2 separate regions of the Zea mays genome follow, and region 1 is linked to region 2. A link is a contact called in public Hi-C data. All regions are on one chromosome and are shown on one strand. The core of a region is the stretch at or near the end of the contact, and the rest is flanking DNA. Distances in the headings are between cores, read along the strand shown.

Region 1 (6,668 bases), core at 2,780-5,279, 190 kb before region 2:
GGGCTCAGCCCCGGAAGACGAAGAACTCCGCATCGCCCGACCCTAGGGCTCGGACTCGGGCTCAGCCCCGGAAGATGACGAACTCCGCTTCGCCCGACCCCAGGGCTCGGACTCAGCCCTGGCCTCAGCCGACGGTCTCCGCCTCGCCCGACCCAGGGGCTCGGACTCGACCTCGGCCTTGGAAGACAGACTCGACCTCGACCTCGGAGGAGCCTCCACCTCGCCCAACCCAGGGCTCGGACCGACCACGTCACAGGAGACGCCATCATTACCCTACCCCAAGCTAACTCAGGCTACGGGGAACAAGACCGGCGTCCCATATGGCTCGCCCCGGTAAACAAGTAATGATGGCGCCCCGCATGCTCTATGACGACGGCGGCTCTCAGCCCCCTTACGGAAGCAAGGGGACGTCAGCAAGGACTCGACAGCCCCGACAGCAGTCCTTCCGCCAGGCTCCAGCGCTCCTCCGACGGCCACGACACCACACGAACCGGGTGCCAAAACCTCTCTGGCTGCCACGATGGCATGTACTTAGGGAACTAGCTCTCCTCCGCTAGACACGTTAGCACACTGCTATACCCCCCATTGTACACCTGGATCCTCTCCTTACGCCTATAAAAGGAAGGTCCAGGGCACTCTTACAGAGGGTTGGCCGCGCGGGGAAGGACGGGACGGCGCTCGCGTAAGGCCGCTCGCTCCCTCCCGCGTGGACGCTTGTAACCCCCTACTGCAAGCGCACCCGACCTGGGCGCGGGACAAACACGAAGGCCGTGGGTTTCCCCTTTTACGCCTGTCTCCCTCTGGCTTCTTCCCCCCTTCGCGCTCCGTCTCGCGCCGACCCATCTGGGCTGGGACACGCGGCGACAATTTACTCGTCGGTCCAGGGACCCCCCGGGTTCGAAACGCCGACATTTTCTATTTTGAATTTAAACATGTAACATGAAGTCGTAGTGATAACATCTAAAGTTACTTACTTTTACCTCTCGAGTCGAATCAGCGCGCATCTCTGATCTCTCACACGCGCGACGAACCAGAGGCGGCAGAACTAGCGTCATCCTGCTGCGCCTCGTCATCATTTTCGTTCTCCTCATCGTTGGCCTACTGCGCCTCCTCGACAACCGGATGTGGCTCGTCCTACGGTGGCATCTATGTCTAGCTCCTCCCCCGATGATCACTTATCAGTCAGCCTTCGCATGAAATCATCAATGTAAGCAGCATATATGATAACTTTCACGAAACCTTGTCATCTTTTTAGCACAACCTCCACATACGATATATTGACATCTCGATTAGTTTCATAATTTTCCGGACATCGTTTGTTTTTTATACAATTTAAAAACAACTAGACCACAAGTTCGTGGTCATATTTCGTAAACAAGATGCTTGAAATTTCAGGTCTGTTACTAGATAAGGCATCAACTTATGCTCAATAACATGAATATTATTTTTCCGTTCATTCTTTTCCATTTTACATTTCAAATTTAAATTCAATCAAACACTTGAGAAATGTGTCGAACACTTCGAGAAATTCAATCAAACACTTCTAGAAATGTGTCAAAATTGTATATTTAGTTTAAGGTACTATAGAAACAAAGTAGAAAAGGTTTGGGAGAAGAAAAAAAATAAAGGCACTTTGCCGAGTGTCAATAAAAGACACTCGACAAACGTTGCATTTGTCGAGTGTCTGGAGGTGGCACTCGGAAAAGGCACTGACTTATTGAGTGCCAGCCTAGCGGTTGTAAGCTACTATCGGTTGCTGACAACGCTTTACGAGTGTCCAACAATAGGCAAAATGTTTTTTTGCGAGTGTGCATCATTCAGCAAACCACTCCTTTGTCAGATGTTTTTCTTTACCGAGTGCAGCACTCAATAAACTATATCTTTGTTGATATTTTACTCTCGACAAGCGGTTTAGCACTCGACAAAGAACATGTCTGATAGCAAAGTGGTAGCACGTTAATTTAATTTTTGAGGGCCAGTGTGCGCTGTTGGAAGTTGCATTTATAGCTGACGGCCCCTCATGAAGCCGACTGAAATTAGGCGACCCTCGGTTTTTAATGGTTGACTCTCCTCATTACCTATATATACAAATATACAATACCCCTAGTCCCCTACATCTCAAGGGCATATTTTCCCAGCATCCTTAGAAGTTTAAACACAGACGCTAGCCACAGTGCCGCACTTTACTTGCTCCGCGCCGCTCTCGATCGACCTCCAGTGCGTCCTCTGAAGCCTGACTCATATCGCTTATTCGCTTGATTCGCTCCGGCCTGACCAGTCCCGGCCTGGAGCGAGTTCGACGACGATGGACCTCCTCTCGTGGATCGTTGCCGGCTCCATCGTCGCCCTCCTCATCCTCTGTATCTTGCTCATGGCCCTTGAGAGGTACGTGAAGCGTCGCGCCGCACAGGCGGACCTGCTCCCTGGCGGAGGAGCTGCGCGTCGTCAGGGCGAGCCCCCCGCGACGTGAGCTAGCTGCATGAGTCTCCTCTATTTCTTCGGTCCTGCAGGTGTGGTCTGGAGTCTGGACTCGATGCATGCGTGTGCGTACATGATAGCTAGCTAACTGTAGTTGCTCTGATGTAGCCTTGATCTGTTGTTACATGTGTAGCGAGAGTAGGGTGTGACGCTCGATGTGTCCGTGGGATAAGTTTGCTGACCAATCGCTATGGTGTCTGGCTGTCGTCTGGTCGTGGTCAGTAGCAATATAATTACTGCTGCATTAGCATTACTGTATGGCAATATATTGCGTTGGGGTCAGCTGTAGTTTTTTTTGGTACTGATGATCGCATGCAAAGCGAGGGTGTTTCACGCGACCCCAGCTGGTTGCCCATCTCAAGTTCTCAACCAGTTCAAGATCTCAGGTCTATCGGCGCCCCATGGCCGTCCCGTCCGCTCTCTAATGTGTCCTCTCCCTATACACAGCATCGTCACTTCCCTTTGTTTAATTTCGACCTGATGACTGATGTATCGGCGGGCCATGACCTTGATGACTGAGATTCAAGCGTTCAAACAAGCTTTCCAAATTCCAACTGCATGCTCTGCAGGGGCAGGGGTTCCGAGACGGCGAAGATGCGTCCTCCTCCGTCGTCCGTCCGCGCGCGCTCTGGGAAGGAGAGAGACGCGATCGCGCGGACGCGGCGGCGTGTCGTGGGCACCGGGGTTCCCGAGACAGGGTCACAGGGAACCATATCTAGGTATGCATCTGGTACCCCGGTCCGGTAGCCCGGTGCAGCAGTGAGCGGACGCGAGGATCTCGGGGTGCGGTTTGCCGTCTTTTGATCGGCAACGACGATGTCCCGTTTCAATCACGATCATATGTGGTGGCCCGTGGACGCCGGCCGTCAGGCACACTATATAGATTTTATACTATAAAATTTAAGTATTGAATCAAGTTAGAACCAAATTTTATTTCTATTTATTTTTGAACTAAAATTAGTTAAGAGCTCTAATTTATTGTGAAAAAATATTTGAATCGTGATCCATTACCACCTCTAGATACAATTTACACTCACCAAGTCGCCATATACATGCTGAGGAGTTGCACCTACTTACTACCTAAAGTGATGTAATAAATTGGTACGCACTCCATTAATTTTTATTTATTTATCATGTTTTAGTTAAAAAATAAACTAGCCGGAGATAAATATTCGAGAACTATGGCAGTACTAGCTATGGCAGTGCTGGCTAAGATCGTATGTAAATCTAGCAGGCTGCTTGGGGAGGAGGATATTTGGAATATATGAAGCTGCATGCGCCGATTTCGGTGAAGGGCAAAAGTCCAAGCATTGAGCGGAGCCAGGGGGGCCCGGACGGACCAAAAGCGCCCCTGGCGTTCATTTCACTGCATTGTGTGTACTCTGGTATATATCCCACGCAGGCCAGGGCATCCTCGTCGTAGCTAGCCGTGTCGACCAATGGCGCCCTCCGCGCCACTCAAATTTCCGAAGCAGGGTGGAACACCATTGGGGCGTTGCAGCTCCCGTCCGTCCTTCCCTTCCACTTCCAGCCCGCGTCTAGTCTCGTCATCTCAGCTAAGGCGGGTGGATCGGACGCGTAAAGAGGAGGCGGCGGCACATGAGGTAAAGAAGAGATGCTATTCCTCGTCATCTTTGCAAATGCTTTGCCTTCGTCGTTGCACCACTGCTTTTATCTTGGCATGGCAAGAGTGCGGCGTGTACGGTGCAAATTTGTTTCAAGAGAGAGAGAAAAGAACAGTAGCCTTAAACGTGTGGCAGTCCCTGCCCCTCCTAGCTCACATCTCGTCTAGTCAAAGACCTTGCCCTATCTACACAATCCTTCTAGTACGTCCTAAGCGTCTCTGGCTGCTCCTCAACGTCTGCAGCTGTGTGGACAAGCACGTCCATGCGGTGGGTCAGGCGCAGGACTTTTATTTAAGGGAGGCACGAGGGGAAAAGACCCTCCTGAAACAAAGCTCGGTATATTGGGGAGCACATGATTTCCAATAGTTCATGAAGTCCCAGCCACCCTGGTCCGTGCCCAATGACCAGACACATGCGGTCGGGGCATCAGACGTGTCCCTATGTCATACACTAGGTCAAACCTCACCACACGCGTCAATCAAACCATACCGAACCCCCGCGTAGCCATAAATTACAGTTCTGTTTTTTCGCAAATAGCGTAAATTGTTCATAACGATAGCATAAAAACTTCGCCCAGCCACTGGGTCATGTCCACACGTGTAGGCACATGCATGCAAATCATGTTTTTAAGGTAAATCCGATAATTATGATAGATCGTGTGATTTTCCATTGCATTGCACAAATTTTAGATGACATTTTTGTTTCCACTGCATGCGCGCAAAAATTGTATGACTCCATAAATATAGGATCACTCTAACAGCTATACAGTTACACTCGTTGGAACCACTTTATGATATATACCGATCTTAGTTATGCTACACGGTATATGTATTTATGCAATTCGGTATACTGCATAAAAATGTGTTTCGTGCTGCATGCGCACAAATTTAGGATAACATGAATGTGCGATGAAAGAAAATGGATTGGTATGCATGGAAACAAAAAAATCTTATTTAAATGATTTGTTTCCTCCATAAACATATGATCGCTACAACAGACACACAGTTAGGCTCGTTACAATCAATTTATGATATATAATGATACTAATTATGCTACATGGTGTAGGTATTTACTTAATGTAGTACATGCGTAAAAATCTGGCATGTGGTTCACTAGTGGACACATCTTCATGTTCGAACGTAAAAACCTTCAGTTTTGAGCGTAAAATACGCATTTATGAGCGTAAATACTGATCCAACATAAAAGCTATTGAAAACCTCTTGATGTTGGCATATATATGTATAAAAAGTGACATAAAAACATGTACACGATTGTAAACCTCCGGATCGGAGGAATTGGTCACAGAAAGAAGCATGAACTGTCATACAGACCACTGACCCTAACAGCCTGCACCTTGCGCGACCGTTGGAGGGGGCCATCACAGCCTTCGTCGTGGTCATCGTCGCCGCCACACGAACCTCTGGCCGCTCGCGTGCCTCCCGGGTTGTGGCTGGCGCTCGCTCCTCCGGGGCTACTGTCGCCGCTGCGCGCGCGCCTCAGGTGCTGTCAGCGCTGTGCATGCCTCTGGGGCCGTCGTCGCCGCTCAAGGCTTGGGTAACCACCTCCAACGAGTGAGGTGGCGCGTGTCGCTCGCTCACGCCTCCCCGGTGTCACACCCGGTTTTGAAGGTAAACCGAATGCGAACCATGTACGTGCCAGGATCAGAAATTCACGTACACAATGATTATATAAATGACTAATCAAAACACAATGCTTCGAATAACAATAAAGAGTAAGTAATAATATTAAAGACTAGAGTCATTTACATAATATAAACCAAAGTGCACATAATAGAAACGTAACCAACGTAAACAACCCACCACAGGCAGCTGACTAGGGGAGGTCGCTAGCCTAATCCTCGAACTCATTGACGTCCTGGACCTCCTAGAGATCTGCCTCGATGCCTTCTTCTTATTTACCTGAGCATAGATTGCACTAAGGGCAACCTGGTGTTTTGTGAAAGCAAGGTTGAGTACACATCAACGTACTCAGCAAATTTCCCGTTTGGCTGAGGTGGACTAGCATTATGTGGGGTTAACGTCAAAGCTGTTGCTTTAAGTTTGTCAAGTATTTATTATTAGTAGAAGCCAAGTTTTAGTGATAACCAACCTGTGAATCATTTCCTCATCGAGGAACATCATTATCATCATCGCAACCAAAACCATAATTAGAACCATCGAATCTCGAATCAGCTATATCTCTAATCAAAGAGGATACCAAGGCCGCTCAAAACCGTGAGCACGACTGATATATCAGTTTCATTCCTCTATAGAGGTTGCACACTTTACCCACGAGTCGTGATCCCTTTCCAGCATGGGTTTTGCAAGACCCGATCTTCAATACCAAGGTGAATGGCCAGAGATACACTACATAGTGTTTACAAAGACTCTCCTATTGCATAGCTGCTCGTTAGGTTTCGCCAGTCGTACAAACACAATACTCCTCCCTAAGGTGGGTGACTAACAAAATCAAATCGAATAAACCTCGGCACCCACCCTTAGCAGAGCGAGCACTATGCCCCGACCCCCATTGACGGCCCTCCGACAAAGCCAACTACACCCCGAG
Region 2 (6,623 bases), core at 4,056-6,555:
CTTTACAATCTATGAAGAAATTTCTAGCAACAGGTCTGATTATTGGCATGGATGCAACCTTATTGGAGTTGAACCAAGCAGTATTTTGTTTCACTAAACTAGAAAATAGGAATTTCTCTGTTGGTTATGCCTGGTAATAAGGATAGACATATAACAATGGATTGGTAACAATGCCACTCCTTTTATTTTGTAGCTGCTCCAGCGGGATGAAGCCAAGCTTAGCTTTTTTCTATATATAAGGACAGGTTTGAGAAAACATCTCTCAACAACTGAAATTGTTGAGCAGACTGTGTTTTCTCATATGTTATTCTCGAATCACAACTCTATTAACAATAAAGGTTGTGGTGGTCATATCACCCTTGATAAGTCTAATTCATGATCAGTGCTTGAAACATGCAAATCACAGGTTATATGCATGCTTCCTTGGATCAGGGCAACCTGATAGCCACGTTGAAGCTAAAGAGATGGTCGGCATGTATAAGATTGTTTATGTTTGCCACGAGACAATATTAATGTTATCATTCTTCTTGTGGTATTCTAAAGTTTATTAACATGTTGTCGTGCCTATCTTGGTGGTGATGTCTCTTCTTGTAGATTAATGGATTCGTTGAAGAAACTTGCAAAAAAGCTAGGGATTGCACTTTTTGCCATTGATGAGGTCCATTGTGTTTCTAAATGGGGCCATGATTTTCGACCTGACTATAGGTTCGCTCTTGTGTTTGGTACTCAAGGAATGGTGAGGTTTAACAAACTACAAAGAAGGGGAAGAAAGGAGGTACATGGAAGGTTTCTGTTACAGAAAGGCGTGGGAGAGGCTCGCGATGTAGTGCAAGCACTCGTCTGTCCACATAGCATCAGGTCTCTCTGTACGCAACTCTGACACAGCACGGTGGTCGTGGAGGCATGGAGGTGGAGCTAGCAGCAGCCAATAGGCCTCTCGCATCGAGCTTCGAGTTGCCACCTCTTTCGTGCATCTGTGTACAAGGAATTTGGTTCTGCGTTTGTGTATAATTGAGTGGTGTTCTTCAATTTATCAGTCATTTTATTTCAATATATCGGTCAACCTGTATCAGCATGGTCACTAGGAACTTATAAATGTACGACTTACTGAGAACTTTCTTGTTCTTGTTGTTGCATCACTGAAGTACAATTACTTCATTTGAACAAAACAGTTCTATATTTTCATGAATACGTTTCACTCTCCCAATTATTTTTCTGGCAGCACTGTTTAGACAATAGCAAACTGCATTGACATATGATTTAAATGTCAAACTTTATCTACAGTTTGCTATTTGATCTACAGTGTCAGGTTGCTGAACTGTTTGGCTTGCTCTCGTGGTAGTTGCCACCTTTCTTTTGCCTTTGCCTAATATTAAAATGTACAAACAAGGGCTACTCTTGGCATGTGTTATTTTCACTAGTTTGACGTAGTCTCAATTGTGTATTTAGGTATTAAGAAGTAGCTATCTCAAATTTCTATGAATTCAATTGTCTTTCTTGTTCTCTGTCATTGTAGAAGGGGAAGAAACATGAAGGAAACTTCTGGTGCTTTTGCAGAGAAGGTATTGCACATTTCATACTTTAAGATACAATAATTATGTGTCCATATTCATTTTATATGCCCATTCCCTTCTTATGTTTGAATGACACATCCAAAACAACATTATTAATTGTGTATTTTCCAATAGGTAATTTGCATCTCCCAGCAACGATGGTTAGAGCATCTTAGAGCATAAATCTAAACTTGTCGCGAGATCTGTTTATGACAATATGAGCAGATATTCTTCTCTTAGTAGTTAGTTCTAAGGCACAATTGAATTCAGTAGGACAAGCTTTCGATACAAAACATTCTTTAGTTCCTCATGAGAATGGTCATGGCAAATCATTGGACACTAAGTTGCACACGCTTGGCAGTCTGCCTTCATGTGTACTACTTAATGGCACCGATGGGGATGATCATAGTGACCATTTGAAGCAAGGTTTCGTGACAGGTGGTATGGTTGCTATATCATCAATGTTAAATGGGATGAAAAGGTTGCAATTATCATGTCTACAAGTTTTGTCTACTGTGACGATGTTGTTATGGATAAGGCTAAAGATGAAGAACCTTAGTTGTATTAAGTTTGTGCAGAAAGAAACTAACCATAATGTAATGGATACCTTGGAGCAACAAGATTCTTTTACCCATGTAAAAAAATATAATTTCCAGTGTATCATCAAAAAGTATTACGCATGTGTTATTACACACTTTATAATTTACCGTGTGTAAAAAAGTAAAATGAATACAGTTGCCATTGATACAAGCTTTGCCCTCCACGGAATTTTCATTTTGTCCAGTTTGTTCTCTGTGGTGTTGTTGGTCTTGAACCACCACGATGAGTGCCAGCAACTTCCTTCAACGCTGAAGCACCTCAATTGGGGACAATTGATAATATTGTTCCATAGTATCCTGATTCCTCTGTTGCTGATTTTAGTGACATATGTCAAGAATCTGATGTCTTTTGTACTTCGAAAAAAGCAATTGATTTATGTCCGTCGCAACGCACTGGCACCTAACTAGTCTAAATATATTGAGATGGATTGAAGTGTAACTTGAACTAATTTAGTCCTAAATCAACCTCAACACATGTGGATGGGTGCCAATATTAGAGTATCCAAATAAAGCCTAAGTGGGATTGGAGATAAATCCAAAATCATTTTTTGTAGTGCTTAAGAACAGTGAAGGGAAATCATATGAAATAAACACAATGAACATGGACAGAAAATTAGCGAAACGAACACACTGTGAAAGCGAGAGCAAGCAGATGGGTAATGGGCTTTTGGCTTGTCGATCGAATCCGGCAGGCAGTCAGATCTCATCTACCGCATGCCTGCCGTGAGAATCGTGGACGTGTAGCGAGCAATGGTCTCGGTAGATATGCCCAACTAGCTGGTCAAAGCGGATGGTCGATGCGCCTCTACTTTGTGAGACGCATACGGTTAAGCAACGTACGTAGTCTGAAAGAGTGACCTATATATACACACTGTACTGTATCATCACCAAACTACTACCACTCTGGTTAAGCAACGTGTAATGCATACGGTTAAGCAATGCATTAACCGTATGGCCGGTAGTGACCTATATACTCTTTCAGATCTCATCTACGGTAGCGAGCAATGCATGAGGTCAAAGCGGATGGCCGGTGCGCCTCTACTTTGTGAGATGCATACGGTTAAGCAACGTGTACGTAGTCTGAAAGAGTGACCTATATACACACCAAACTACTACCACTCTGGTGCATGCATGAGGTCCTCGTGCAGTACAGCACTCCCATCTTCCAACTTGCAAAGTTGCAAGCAACATGCAAGACGCACACATGTATCCGTACGGACCCGAATCCAACTGCCTAAGCAAAAGAAAGCGTCCGTGCAGACGTCAGCGAACATTATCTATCACATCCCACTGTATAATTTGCTATTTTGCCACTCTCAATTTTGGCTGTCTGTTATTATGCCATCCCGTGTCTATGACTGGTGGGACCGTCTGTGTCTATGATTTGTGGGTCCGATGGCATATTGGCGAAGCCCACAAATGATAATGGCAAAATTGCCAATGGCTCCTGTATAATTCACCAGTTTAAATTTTGCAAAATCCACTCAACCAAATCACCTCCTTACTCATAACCTCCACTAAATCCATCAAATAAATTGCACATAGATCTAACACACCATTAAAACCAACAGTTTGGATCGTTAGATAACTCTCTCCCTTATTCACTCAAATCCAACGGACAATGGGTTTGTTCGGTTCAGCTTTTTACTAAGAATATTTTCTGAGAATCTGGCTATGGGGAGAATCTGGTTGTAGATAGAATATGAGTATCGTGGAGATTACGTTTGCAGAAAGATAAAATAGTCCATACGGTTTAGGATGTAGAAAATGGCGATTTCGTACTATCGCAACGACTCGGTCAATTTTGTGTTCACGTTGATTTCGGACGGTTTTGACTAAAGTGATTCTTATAGAAGCTGGTTGTAAAGCTGAGCGTTTCTGGTGGCCAGAAGCCGAAAAACTAAAACAAACATGACCAATATTATTTGGATCATCCTTTCTCCCTCGTCCCTCCCCTTCCCCTACGACGACCCGGCCGCCCCCAGCCTCCATCGTGTCATGTCGCCTCCTCCCCTCTGGTGGCGCCCATGAGATTTTAGGGGCCCAAGACAAGTTTAATGTATAGGCATTTCACTCAATATACATATAAAAATATTTACCTCAAATAAAAAAATAAAAAAGTACATATTATTACCTTAAAAATTTCTTCTATCATATTTAAATATGATCAGGATATGGATCGTGGTTGACAATTTTTCGACACTTTACCGCTGAACTAATAGACTATAAATAGATAGTCTAGCCAATATAAGTATATATCTAGGGTTAGGCCCTTTGAAATCGGGGGCAGGGCAGCCACCCCTCCGCCCACCCTCAGCGCCGCCGTTGTCAACCTCTCTCCTTGTGCCACCGTTGTCAGGGGCGAAGCCAATGTCACTTTCACCACATTGCACACATTAAGAATATACACAAGATCTTAGAAATATATGGTCAAAATATATTTGGCTAATAGAAAATATTTTTTTGCCACTCCACCGGGCAAAGTGTATATGGCGTCGCCCCTGACCGTTGTCGTTGTTGGTCTCTTCGCTCCTCTTCGTGAGATTGTAGCGTTAGTACGAACTATATGCCAGTACGTCAGTGGTATTTCATTTGCCAAAAATAAATAGTTGTAAGCAAGTTTTATTTTGTTGGATGATGTCAGAAATTATTGTAGCGTCCAGATCTAGACCAGCAAATGAAGCCACGCTCTGCTCCCGTGCTCCGTCTCCGAGTGACAAGGGCAAAAGGAGCCGGTCGACGACAACAACAACAACAAAATTTTGACAATTACTCGTCCATGTCCACACGTCTTGCTTTGATTGAGGCGTCCCCGTCGTTACTCCACATCAATGGCTCCCATGCATGCATGCAATGCATCCAAGGCGAAATGCATCTCCGTTTCCTCTTTCGGAAATAAAGGGTGAAAAAGACACAGAATCTTTCTGTGGCAACCGTGGACCATTAACCTATTAGCGTGTTTCTCTCTTTCCTGTCTGTACGCGCATTCATGCATCTCTACAGTTGAGTTGCTATCTCATATATATACGTACGTGGGCCAACACGCGGTCTTCCGCCGTACACGGCGCTGTGCGACTGCGTGAGCTCCACAGCGTTGTTTCTGCCTAGGGATAAGGCCCAATGGGCGCCCAGACGCGCCACGTTTTTATGAAGTGGGCGGATTGTGCCGAGGTGGCAAGGCCCATCGTGAAGCAGGCCCTGCTCGGACCTGCCACGCTATCTTGGCCCGACCCGTGCGTTGCTGTCCACCATGACGACGAAGGCCGCCGCTGCCCGCGGTTAGAGGCATGTTTGGTTCCCTACCTAATTTGTCACATTTTGCCTAACTTTTCTGCATAAGATTAGTTCTTCAATTTGAACGACTAACCTTAGGCAAAGTGTGGTATAGTTAGCCACGAATAAACAGGCCCTAGGTTTGGAGAGCTTGTTTTGTTTACGACAGAATTTACTGTACTAGAGATTTTGTTTATCCAGCAAGAGTTGAAAAAAAGAAGAAATGTCATACTTTTAGAGTTAATTTGGGAACTCTATTTTTCCATCAGATTTCTATTTTTTCAAGAGAAAATGAACTAATTTCCTCAATGAAAATAAAATTCACTCGAAAAAACGTGGTTTCTAAACTAGCTTAGCGTGTCAAATATAAAAGTCGGCTAAGTTGTAGCAGAAAATTAAACATCAGTAAGAATCATCTCGGATGTTATCCAAACAGTCCAGTGCGTATGTTCATGGATCATGGTGTGATTGGATGCCTAGCTGGAGACGCTGGTCCTCCTCTCTGCAGACAAGACATGCATAGCCGTAGCCGATGATGGTTCACGTCGCTTGCCTGCAAAGCGAGGTGATGGTCAAAAGCGGAGTGTCAGGCTGGCTAGTGCCGTTTCCATTGGTTATTTTACTGGCAGTAAATTTCAAAAAGGAACCTGCTGCTGCGATCAAATAGTGCTGCTAGGAACAGAACTAGAAAACCTATACTAACTCCGCTGTACTATTACTTAACGTTTTAGATAAATTGAAATCAAATTTATAAAATTTTGACTACAAATAACTAATTTGTTATTTAGTTTTGGAATCTAATATTTAAGCACTGATTTGTCTTAAAAATACTTTTGTAAAAGTATAAATATATTAAGAGCTTATTGTATTTTAATAGAAAAACATTGGTCAAAGTTAAATTTTGAAGACCGTGTCTGTTAGTCACTTGATTTCAATCCCGTAAATGTATTAAAAATCAAGACAACACAAATAAACAGGTCAACCTTCATAGTCATCCCCTTTTATCATTCTTGGAGAGAAGATAAAATGAAAGGATGAAGATAAAAATTTGCTTATGTAAGTGGGTCATTCAAACATAGACAAAAACAAAATACAATGATTACAAGAAATTAAATAATGAAACAGGAAATTAAACAAAATACAATGATTACAAGAAATTGCTTATGTAGGTTTGGTTTAAGACAGAATGTGTTGAAAT

What was found. Hi-C and Micro-C count contacts between places; a contact is called where the count stands out from the background.
Region 1: a contact with region 2 is called in a Hi-C map of tassel, with 3 times the contacts expected there. The contact joins two enhancer-like sites. A contact is called at or near these places in 4 of 25 Hi-C or Micro-C datasets (bundle sheath, ear, leaf and 1 more).

Annotation. Positions count from the first base shown.
Region 1 is chr1:95,530,207-95,536,874 of Zm-B73-REFERENCE-NAM-5.0, reverse strand. No RefSeq gene overlaps it. Among protein-coding and RNA genes, the nearest start is that of TRNAI-AAU, 64 kb to the left of the region's middle. Within about 2 kb of position 4,029, at least 5 of the 20 cell types and tissues checked have an H3K27ac peak or open chromatin away from gene starts, as enhancers often do. A contact at or near this core is called in tassel, where this site is marked.
Region 2 is chr1:95,339,268-95,345,890 of Zm-B73-REFERENCE-NAM-5.0, reverse strand. No RefSeq gene overlaps it. Among protein-coding and RNA genes, the nearest start is that of TRNAW-CCA, 45 kb to the right of the region's middle. Within about 2 kb of position 5,305, at least 17 of the 20 cell types and tissues checked have an H3K27ac peak or open chromatin away from gene starts, as enhancers often do. A contact at or near this core is called in tassel, where this site is marked.